2 separate regions of the Macaca fascicularis genome follow, and region 1 is linked to region 2. The links are chromatin contacts, called in public Hi-C maps. All regions are on one chromosome and are shown on one strand. The core of a region is the stretch at or near the end of the contact, and the rest is flanking DNA. Distances in the headings are between cores, read along the strand shown.

Region 1 (4,959 bases), core at 838-3,337, 280 kb before region 2:
TAGGTGTAATGAGACCAAATTTCAGTCCTAACATGCTCACCCAGGCCGCTTTATGGAGGCAAGAAAAGAAGAAGGGAGACCAGGGAGAAGGCTGGGGCAGGTATCCTGGAGGGGGAGGGTGTGGGTGGTGGTGGATTAAAGCAGGGGCTATATGGGGCAAGAAGTGATGATGTTCTGGATTCTGGATGCATGGCAAAGGCCTGTGTGGTGGTGGGGTGGGGCTGAGGATGACTCCTAAGTCTTTACCCTGAACAATCAGAAGGATGAAGGGCATGTTGTGGAGAAAAGAGATGAACTGAGATGAGCCCCTCTTACCTCCACAGTTGTAGGTGAACGTGGTGGCTGCACCTTCTCAGCGCACTGCAGGAAGCGGTGCATATGCTCCGCACAGTTGCCCACAGCTGCCTCGTTCTGTCGAAGACACTCCTCGAAGGCCTCAAAAGGCTGAGCACAGGCCTGGCGGATCTGGCGGATGATTGGGCTGTGGGGGTAGGGCAGTTCAGCCTCTGGGAGATTCCCACCCCACTGCCCACCCCCCACACTGTCTCATACTTGCCGACACTCACTGGGAGGATGTGCATTGGGCAATGCTCATCTTAAGGTAGTGACAGTCCCGCTGCCAGGATTCCGGCTTGGCCGCCACACACTGGCCATACTGCTCCAACTCCCGGCCACAGTAGCGAGCGGTGACCTCCAGAGCTGCCTGCCTGTGGGACAGGATGGGCTGAGGATCATTCCAGGCAGCAGGGAAGCAAGGGAATCTTTATTTTATTTTATTTTTTAGAGACAGGGTCTCACTGTGGCCCAGGCTGGAGTGCAGTGGCATGATCATAGCTCACTGTAGCCACCAACTCCTGGATTCAAGTGATCTTCCTGCCTCAACCTCCTAAGTAGCTGGGACCACAGGCATGAGCCACCATGCCCAGCTAATTTTTTATGTTTTGTAGAAACAGGGTCTTGCTATGTTGCCCAGGCTGGTATTGAACCCCTCAGCTCAAGTGATCCTCCCGCTTAGACCTCCCAAAGTGCTAGGATTACAGGCATGAGCTATGGTGCTTGGCAAAGAAAGGGAGTTCTGGTCTGGATCTGAAGTAGGACTAGGCGTTCAGGGCAGATGTGGGAGTCTGAAGGATCCTGAGATGGGGCCAAAGAAGTGTAGAGGTGAGGCCTAGCCCTGGGGCTTGTAAAGCAGAAGGGGAGCTTCTGGGGAGAGAGTGGAGGTTCTAAAACAAGGTCTGATTAATCTAAGGTAGGCCTTCTGGGTCCTAGAAGACAGGCCTTGAAATCCAGGCATCCCCCAGTAGGCCTGAGGATCATGCAGAGAAGACTTACGGACTTAGAAGTAAGATCTAGAATTCCAGGGAGAGAGCTTGAAAGCCCTAAATGGGTTTGGGGATTCTAAAAGTGAGGTTTAGAGGTCCAGGAGGTGAGGTCTCAGGTCCTGGGGAAGAGTGTCTTAGCCAAAGAGTCTTCAAGATGAAACCTGAGGCCGTGGTGCGGGACTCAAGTCCCAGGGGCATGAGGTCTGGAAGCCCTGCATGAGGTTGGTGCTCTGGGAATCCCGGGCAAGGTCAGAGTGGTCTAGGAACAAGTCTATGGACCCTATAGGTGAGGACTGGGGTCCTGGGCAGATGTGGAAGGTTCAATAGGTAAAGTTTGGTGATCGAGGGGGAGGAATCTGGAGCTCTGAGGACGGGTGTAGGAGTCCTAGAGGTCCCTAAATATGTCTGTAGTCTTAGGATTTCGGTGTGAACGGCCGGACCAGGGGTACTGGGGGCAGAGCTTGGGTGAATAGTGACTGGACCGAAGTCCTAAGCTGCTGCGAGAGGGGGCGGGGCCTAAACGCTTAGAGGGCGGGGCTTGGGCATGCGGAGGGTTGTAACTCGTGAGGGAAGGCGCTGAATCCTGAGGGTCAGATCTCCAAGAAGGAGGGAGGCTGGTCCTAATTCCGGAGGTCCTAGACTAGGTCTAGATCACTGGGTAAGAGAAGGGGAGCGGCCGCACGTATACGGTAGGCGCTCTCACTACTCACATCTCGAGACTTTTGCCGGCGTAGGTCTGTCCGGGGGGAACGACCCGCCTTTTCCGGTATCGGTTGTCATGGCGGCGCCCAGCCCAGCCTGTTTTTTTCCGGTAGCCAATTGAACTAACAACCGGTTCCCTTTAGGACTAATCTGTCATGGCGGCGCCCCACCTCTTCTTCCGGTCCCGACTCGTCATGGCGACGCCCTGAGTAGCCACTTCCGCCCTCTTCTGGCTAGATCTATCCCTATTTCCGGCTTGCCATGGCAGCGCCCGGGGTTCAACGGAAGTAAGCGATGGAAAGTACGGTGGTGCCTCCGCTCCAAAGAGAATGCGCCGCTGAGCTGCGCCGCACCTCACGGGATTGAGCCGCAGACACAAGCGCTCCAAATCTCCGACTGGAGCTGGTGGGAAGCGGCTGCTGTTGCTGCGGCGTCTCAACATGTTGTTCCCAGTTTGGTTGGGTGCTATGGCGGTAGGCTGTTGGACTCAGGGATAGGGGGCCTGATTCCTAACGCCACGCTGCCACCATCGGCCTGGCGCAGAAGCTGATAGTCCTCCTGGCACCCTGGTTCATGCGAGCGCTTGGAACAGAAGGGAAGAGGGAGTCAAACCAAGAGCCGAACTAATTCGGCTTGGGCCTCGTATTTACTCAGCCTGGGTGACCCAGGCGTTCCTCCGTCCCTTAGTGTAGGCCAGGACAGACATGGTGTTTAATCCCGACTCCGTGAGACTATCAAGCCAGTTACTTCCTCTCTTTGTAATTAATTCCTCCTAGTGTAGTAACATTTCCCCCTTCCTTCTCATCTGTCTTAAAAGTGTGAGGTTAGACATGGGCGTGAGTTTCCCAACTTAAAAGACTGGATATCCCCTGGTCAGAGAACTGAGCATCAGTCCTGCCATTTAGTTTGCAGATCTTTCAAGACTCTAGTCAAAATGAGCAGAACACTTTGCAGTTAATCATAGAGTTGAAGATGAACGAGAAGATGAACGAGAGCTACTTGACTGTGAACTAGTAACGACCACTTGGAGTCTCAGTGTGTCTGTAAAATGATGATGATGACAGTGACCTCATAGAGGACACAGTGCAAGTGAACAGTTTGATACTGAGCTTGGAGCCTCAGGTGTTCTGGATAAGTGAGAGCTCTACGGGAGGCTGTAACCATGAGCTACCCTGGTTGGCAGTTGACATCCGAGGACCAGCACTGGTCATCTGAATCTGCCATAGGCACAGAAAGCTTTACACCTTGAGATCCCTCCATTCTTTTTAAACTTCCAAGTGTATGTTTGGTGGGAGAAGAGGGGAGGGGATCAACATTTAAAGGCTCTGGAAGGAGTCAGATAACTGTTTTTGGCTTCAAATGTAGACTGAATCCCTGGATTTTCCTCTACTGGGAGAACGAAATCTTAATCCACCCCGTTCCCTTGTTTGTACTCAGAAACGAATACCCCAAAGATGCATTTTGACATGCTGAAAGGCCTTAGAAGCTACCTCAGAAGATCTGTCTAACCTTTCTTGTTGGTGTGGGGGGGTGGGGATGCCCACAGGTACACAGGGAGGGAGTTTCTGAAATTTTCTTATCTGACCACGAAAGCAAAAAAGAAGTTCAATTGTCTTAAACCCGGTTTCTAGGGATCTCGTTAAAGAACTAGGAAAAATCAACCACCTGTTAACAGAAAAACCAAACTGAAATGTCTTAAAGAGGTTTGTTTTGAGCCAATATGAGTGACCATGGCCTGGGAAACACAGGTCCTGAGAAAGTGTGCCTGAGACAGTAGAATTACAGTTTGGTTTTGTACATTTTAGGTGGATGGCAGTTACAAAGACATAAATCAGTACATAGAAGGTAAAGATTGTGTTCAGCTGGGTGCAGTGGCTCATGCCTGTAATTCCAGCACTTTGGGAGGTCGAGGTGGGCGGATCACTGGAAGTCAGGAGTTGGAGACCAGCCAGGAGTAGAGACATGGCGAAACCCTGTCTCTACAAAAAATACAAAAAATTAGCCAGGCATGGTTGGCAGGTGCCTGTAGTCCCAGCTACTCAGGAGGCTGAGGCACGAGAATTGCTGCGGAGGTTGTAGTGAGCCGAGATCACACCACTGCACTCCAGCCTGGATGACAGAGCATGACTCTGTCTCAAATTTAAAAAACTACAGTATTTTTATAATACATTTCGTAGTACCACTTATAACCACTTGGGTGCGTGGGTTGCCCATTAAATAAAACAGTTTACAGTTGACCCTTGAACAAGATGGATTTAAAGTGTACTGATGCACTTATACTCGGATTTTCTTCTGCCTCTGTCACTCTGAGACAGCAAGACCAACCCCCCTTCCTCCTCCTCAGCTACTCAATGTGAAGAGGACAAGGGTGGACGCCTTTATGATGATCCACTTCCACTTAATGAATAGTATATTTTCTCTTCCTTACAATTTCCTTAATAACACTTTCTCTCTAGTTTACTATTGCAAGAATACAGTATATAATGCATATATCATACAAAATATGTGTTAATCTACTGTTTATGTCATCAGTAAGACTTCAGATCAACAGCAGGCTGTTAGTAGTTAAGTTTTGGGGGAGTCAAAAGTTATATGTGGATTTTCTACTGCATTATTTAAGGGTCAACTGTAGATTCAAGAACTACCTAGGAGTGTAGAGTTGACTGATAGCACTGGGACTGATGATAACATCATAACCTGAAGAGGTGTCAACAATGGTAATGGACCCCCAGCAACCCTGGAGTGGGGATGTCTAAAGATGGATGTCATCCACCAGGCAGGAGTTGGTGCTGCCAATGTGTCATGTATTGCAGCCTCTTTTATTGTTACTTGTTTATTTTTTGAGACGGCATCTCGCTCTGTCACCCAGGCTGGAGTACAGTGGCACGATCTCAGCTCACTGCAACCTCCACCTCCCGGGTTCAGGTGATTCTTC
Region 2 (5,261 bases), core at 644-3,143:
GTTTTGCTAGCTGTTGACTGGGTGTTTTCGCTCTCCTCCATTTGCCTTATCTTCCACATGTCTCTCCCTTATCGTCAGCAGGGTAGCCTGAACTTATTGTCCTGAAGAAAGCAGGCATAGAAGAGAGAGCAAACACATACAAAGCCCCTTGGGGCCTTGGCTTGGTATTGGCAGGCCACTTCTGCATTCTACTAGCTAAAACAAGCTGTTCTATGAGGCAAAGTCAACTTAGATTAAAGAGGAGGTGAAACTGATCCTACCTCTTTGTGGGAGGAGCTGCAAAGTCACACCGCAAAGGACATGGATACGGGAAAAGTTGGAGAATTTGGGGCCATTTTTGGCATCAATCTAACACAAACATATGTAGCCTTTTATATAGTCTTGGTCTGAAAATGCTAGTGTCTGATGCCTTTGCAGGTCAGATGTTTTAGCTGCTTTTTACCTGCTAATTGAATTTTCATTTGTGTCTGGTTATCTTTTGCTGTATGCTGGACATTTTATATAAAAAAATGTGTATAGTAACCATTTGAGTTCTATAATAGTGCTTCCTGCTAAAGAGGGAGTAATTCTAGTTTTCATTTCCTTAATTCATTTTTTCCTCTCCATTTTTAGTAATGATTCATGTTCCATAGGTGATTGCCTATAACATAAACAACACGGGAAAGTAGAATTTCCCCAGGGAAGATGTCTGGCTTCATATAGTTCCCTTCACTAATTGGTAGAGGGATCCTGACTCATGCCAAGAATCAGTTCCTTCACTTACAGAAGCAAGTCAGGTTCTCTATCATTGGCCCAAACTAGGGTTTGCGCCTTCCTTTCTACTATTGCCTTAAATGGTATTACACTGAGCAAAACTGAGCAATTCCCCGTTCTGCAACAGCATGCTCTGTTTTCCTGCCTTAATACAATTCTCTCTACTTGGAATGCCCATTTACTCTTAACTTCATCTTTTCCTATGGAAATATCTCAAGACCCAGCCCAAATACTCCCTTCTCAAGAAGCCTTCCCAACTGGATGCAATTTTTTCCCTCTTCTGAATCCTCTTAGTATTTGGTACTTTTTAATGGACTTTTCGGTCTTGAGGTTACTTGTGTATTCATTTTAATCCCATTCAATTGTAGAGACCCTACAAGTTACATTACCAGACTACATATCTGCTTATTCATTTCAAAAATGTGGATGGTAATAGAACATCTTTTACAGGGCTGTTGTGAGGATTAAGTTAGCTAACATATGAAACGCTATTTCTAAGGAATAGTAGTGGAGTGCTCAGATCAATGTTAGCTGTTACTACCATCCCTTAGAAATACTGTGATTTTGATGGAACAGTTTTCACCAAGGTGAAAGCAGAATCCTAACAAATCCTTTTAAAAATTCTGGGCTGGGGCCGGTCGGGGTGGCTCACGCCTGTAATCCGAGCACTTTGGAAGGCCGGGGCGGGCGGATCACAAGGTCAAGAAATCGAGACCATCCTGGCCAACATGGTGAAACTCCGTCTCTACTAAAAATATGACCAACATGGCGAAACCCCGTCTCTACTAAAAATACAAAAATTAGCCGGGCGTGGTAGCATGCACCTGTAATTCCAGCTACTCAGGAGGCTGAGGCTGGAGACTTGCTTGAACCCGGGAGGCGGAGGTTGCAGTGAGCCGAGATCATGCCACTGCGCTCCAGCCCGGACGACAGAGCTAGACTCTGTCTCAAAATAGATAAATAAATAAATAATAAATTAAGTAATTTAATTAAATTAAAGTCTACTATCTGAGGTAACAGACGAAAAAGCCTACGGAAGGGCAACAACGGCGGCGCCTGCGCAGAGCCGAGGCGAAGGTGGCAGGGAAGGAGCGGGCTTGCCCAGAGTCGCGGAGGGCGGCTCGGCGCATGTGCGGGGTGGGTGGGGCTGCGCGGGGCGGAGCCTGTGGCCCTGGTGCGGCTCTGGGTCCGTCCTGTCGCGTCCCAGTTGTCACTCTCTCGGGTTGTTACTCTGTAGTTTCCCGGCTCGCGAAAGGGAGGACCTGTCTGGGTCATGGATTTTGAGAATCTTTTCTCAAAACCCCCCAACCCGGCCCTCGGCAAAACGGCCACGGACTCTGACGAAAGGTGATCCCCCATCTTTTCATCCTTTGAATGCAGGGGCTCAGCGGGACTCCGCCTCTTAGTTTCTTCAGGATTGGAGGCCGTCCGGAACCACGTCCGGGCCGCGTCGGGAGAGCCCGTGGGGAGCACGTGGGCCGGCCGGACGCCACCGTCTGACCTATAGAGGTCGTGCAGGGTCCGGGTGGGAGCAGAAGCTGAACACGGGGCTCAGGCGTAGGCCGCCACGGCCGGGGCTGCCGAGAGCCTGGGCGGGGGAGCGGGGTGGAAGCGAGAAGGCTCCGGGATGCGCCCCTTTCTCTGCACAGCAGCGGGTTAGGAGCCCGCTTCTGTGGTCCGGTAGCGTCTGTCTTTACTATTGCTTGGTTCCACGAGACCGTAAACTCCCAGAGGACACTGATTGGACCTTTTTCACTGACACATGCTAGGCTCTTTTCTGTAGAAAGGACGAAATCACAAGTTTATTAAAAGGTAAAGAATAGGGAATACTCTGCCATTAGTCCACCGATTGACATGGAAAGACCCTAAAGACCACAATAAAGCAACAGACATCATTTGGACTTAAAATTTCCATTAGGTTGGAAAAGCAAAGGAGACTTTTGGTCAAATGGCCCTAATTTGTAGATTTCATTTTTGGAGCAGTGCATAGTGCTTACACCCAGATAGATGTTCATTCTTTTTATTCTTTGAATTTGAAATGCTAAAAAGTATCTTTGTTCTTAAACCTACGTCTTTTATTTCCCTCAACTGAGATATATTTCCAATTATGGTTGATTTTACCTCTCGATATTGCTCAGCTGTTCACTCTATCTCAAATTTTAACTGATCATCCAGAGCTTTACCTCGTGCTTTACATGAAATCATTTAATCCTCAAAACAAACTTGAAGATGATGCTGTCTTTGTTTTACAAATGGGAAAATGAGGCACGGAGAGGCTAAATAACCTGCCGAGATTGCACAGTGGAAGTGGAAAAACTATGTCCAGGACCCATGATTTTATCACCAAGCTTCTCATGCAAAATGACTAAAATAAAATAAGGCCTATAAATATTGGAAAGAGACAAAGACTCTAATTACTTGCAGATGATATAATTTACTAAGAAAAATAACTGGAACTAATTGATACGTTGTAAAATACATAAGAATTCATCACCAAAAAAAAAAAGATAACAACATGTAAAAATCCCAACAGCAGCTATCAGTTTGAAAGTGTATTGGACGAAAATTCCATTCCCAAAAACTTGACTGCAATACATAAAAGACACTTGGAATTTTGCCAAAATGATGGGTGAAGGATGGTATGGAAGTATGGTGAGCTGTCCATATTATTTGCCCATTTTTCTTCTTTTTGGTCTTTTTCAAATTCTAGGATCTCTTATTTGAGAGTACTTTACTCCCAATTGTCATGCCTATGGCATTATTTTTCAAGGTATAAAGGAATGGGGATGTTGTGGTTTTGTTTTATCCAGTCAAATGAATCAGTCTTTTCTCATATGGTTTCTGGTTTTTTTCCTAGTAATTTGTGATGGGAGTACTTCTCATTCATTCAAAAAATTGTATTCAGCACCTGCTATGGCCTTGGGGATATAGCGGTAAATGAACAAGAGATGAAAATTTCTGTACTAATGAATTTACGTTATTAGGGGGAGGGGGAGACAAACAATACATAAATATATCGTATTTAAATACCCTGAGAAAATGAATGAAGGCTAAGGGGAAAATAAGTACTGTTGGGGTGGTAGGGAGGGGGCAGATTTTTTTATTTTTTTATTTTTATTTATTTATTTTTTTTTTGAGACGGAGTCTTGCTCTGTCGCCCAGGCTGGAGTGCAGTGGTGCAATCTTAGCTCGCTGTAAGCTCCACCTTTTGCTTTGGCACCATTCTCCTGCCTCAGCCTCCGGAGTAGCCGGGACCACAGGCGCCTGCCACCACACCCGACTAATTTTTTTGTATTAGTAGAGATGGGGTTTCACTGTGTTAGCCAGGATGGTCTCGATCTCCTGACCTCGTGATCCACCCACCTCCGTCTCCCAAAGTGCTGGGGGATTACAGGCGTGAGCCACCGTGCCCGGCCAGGCGGGTGTAGATATTTTAAGAAGGTAGATAAGGAAAGCCTCACTGATAACGTTGGTAAGTTTTAAAAACCTGTGTAGGGACCTGAAGGAGGTGAGGGGGTTTCATAGTCTAGAGGAGTGGAGAGGAGTCTGTGTAAAGGTCCTCAGGGGAAGTGAGCTTGGTGTGATTGCGTTAGGGGAGCAGAGTGGCCAGAAGGACAGCTGGGGTGGAGTAAGAGGGACTTGGAAGTCTGCGAGGTATTGGGGTAGGGTTATGGGAGCCCAATCATGGAGTAACTGGTAGGTGCCAAAATAAGGACTTTGGCTTTTACTCTTAATGAGACAACAGACCATTGGAGGGTTTTTCAGCAGAGTGACATTTGAAATATTTTAGCAGGGTCATTCTAGTTGTGTTGAGAGTAGAATGTAGGGGTGCCAGAGCAGCTCGGATTGTTGTATTAGTGGCAAGAAGTGGTCAAATTTGGGTATGTTGAAGATAGAACAAACTGGATTTCCTCCGAGATTGGATGGGGATGTAAGAGAGGAATCAAGATTGACTTTAAGGTTTTGGTGGGGATCTTGAGAGGCATGGCGCTGCCGATTTAGATAGCAAGAAGGATTAGGCTTCAGAGAGAAGAGCAAGAGTTCAGTGTTGGATGTTTTAAGATTACATATGTCTAGTAGATGTTCAGGTGGTTATGTTGAGTAGGAAGTTAGCTCTGTTTGGTTTTAAGAGGAGGGGTTTGGGCTGGAGACTTGGATATTGAAATCAACTACATACAGATGATATTCATAGTGATGATATGGAAAGTGATAGCCTAGAATGAGAATATAGACAAAGAGAAGAGGTGAGAACTGACTTTTAAAGTCGTGAAGATGAGGAACCAACAAAGGAGACTGACAAGTTGTAGCTGTGAGGAAAGAAGAAACTAGAAGAGCCCACTATCCCTGAAGCTAAGAACATGTTTTACACAGAAGAGGTGGTCAACTCTGTCCTATCCTGCTCATAGGTCTAATATGGGTGCTGAGTATTGTAGACCTTCATAGTGAAAGTAGACATCTATTTAGAATGGGCAGTGTTGAATAACAGTGTGATTGTAGGGCAGATACTT

What was found. A called contact is a pair of places that touch in the nucleus more often than the background predicts.
Region 1: a Hi-C map of liver shows a contact between it and region 2, with 2.8 times the contacts expected there. The contact joins the promoter of CHCHD5 here to the promoter of ZC3H8 in region 2. A contact is called at or near these places in 2 of 2 Hi-C or Micro-C datasets (liver and skeletal muscle).

Annotation. Positions count from the first base shown.
Region 1 is chr13:19,578,718-19,583,676 of T2T-MFA8v1.1, reverse strand. CHCHD5 (coiled-coil-helix-coiled-coil-helix domain containing 5) reads right to left here and starts at 2,087. Exons shown (of 4, transcript XM_005575273.4): 1 at 2,033-2,087; 2 at 567-707; 3 at 316-481. The coding sequence starts at 2,034.
Region 2 is chr13:19,302,222-19,307,482 of T2T-MFA8v1.1, reverse strand. It overlaps ZC3H8 (zinc finger CCCH-type containing 8), which reads left to right and starts at 1,893. Exons shown (of 9, transcript XR_006691593.3): 1 at 1,893-2,100.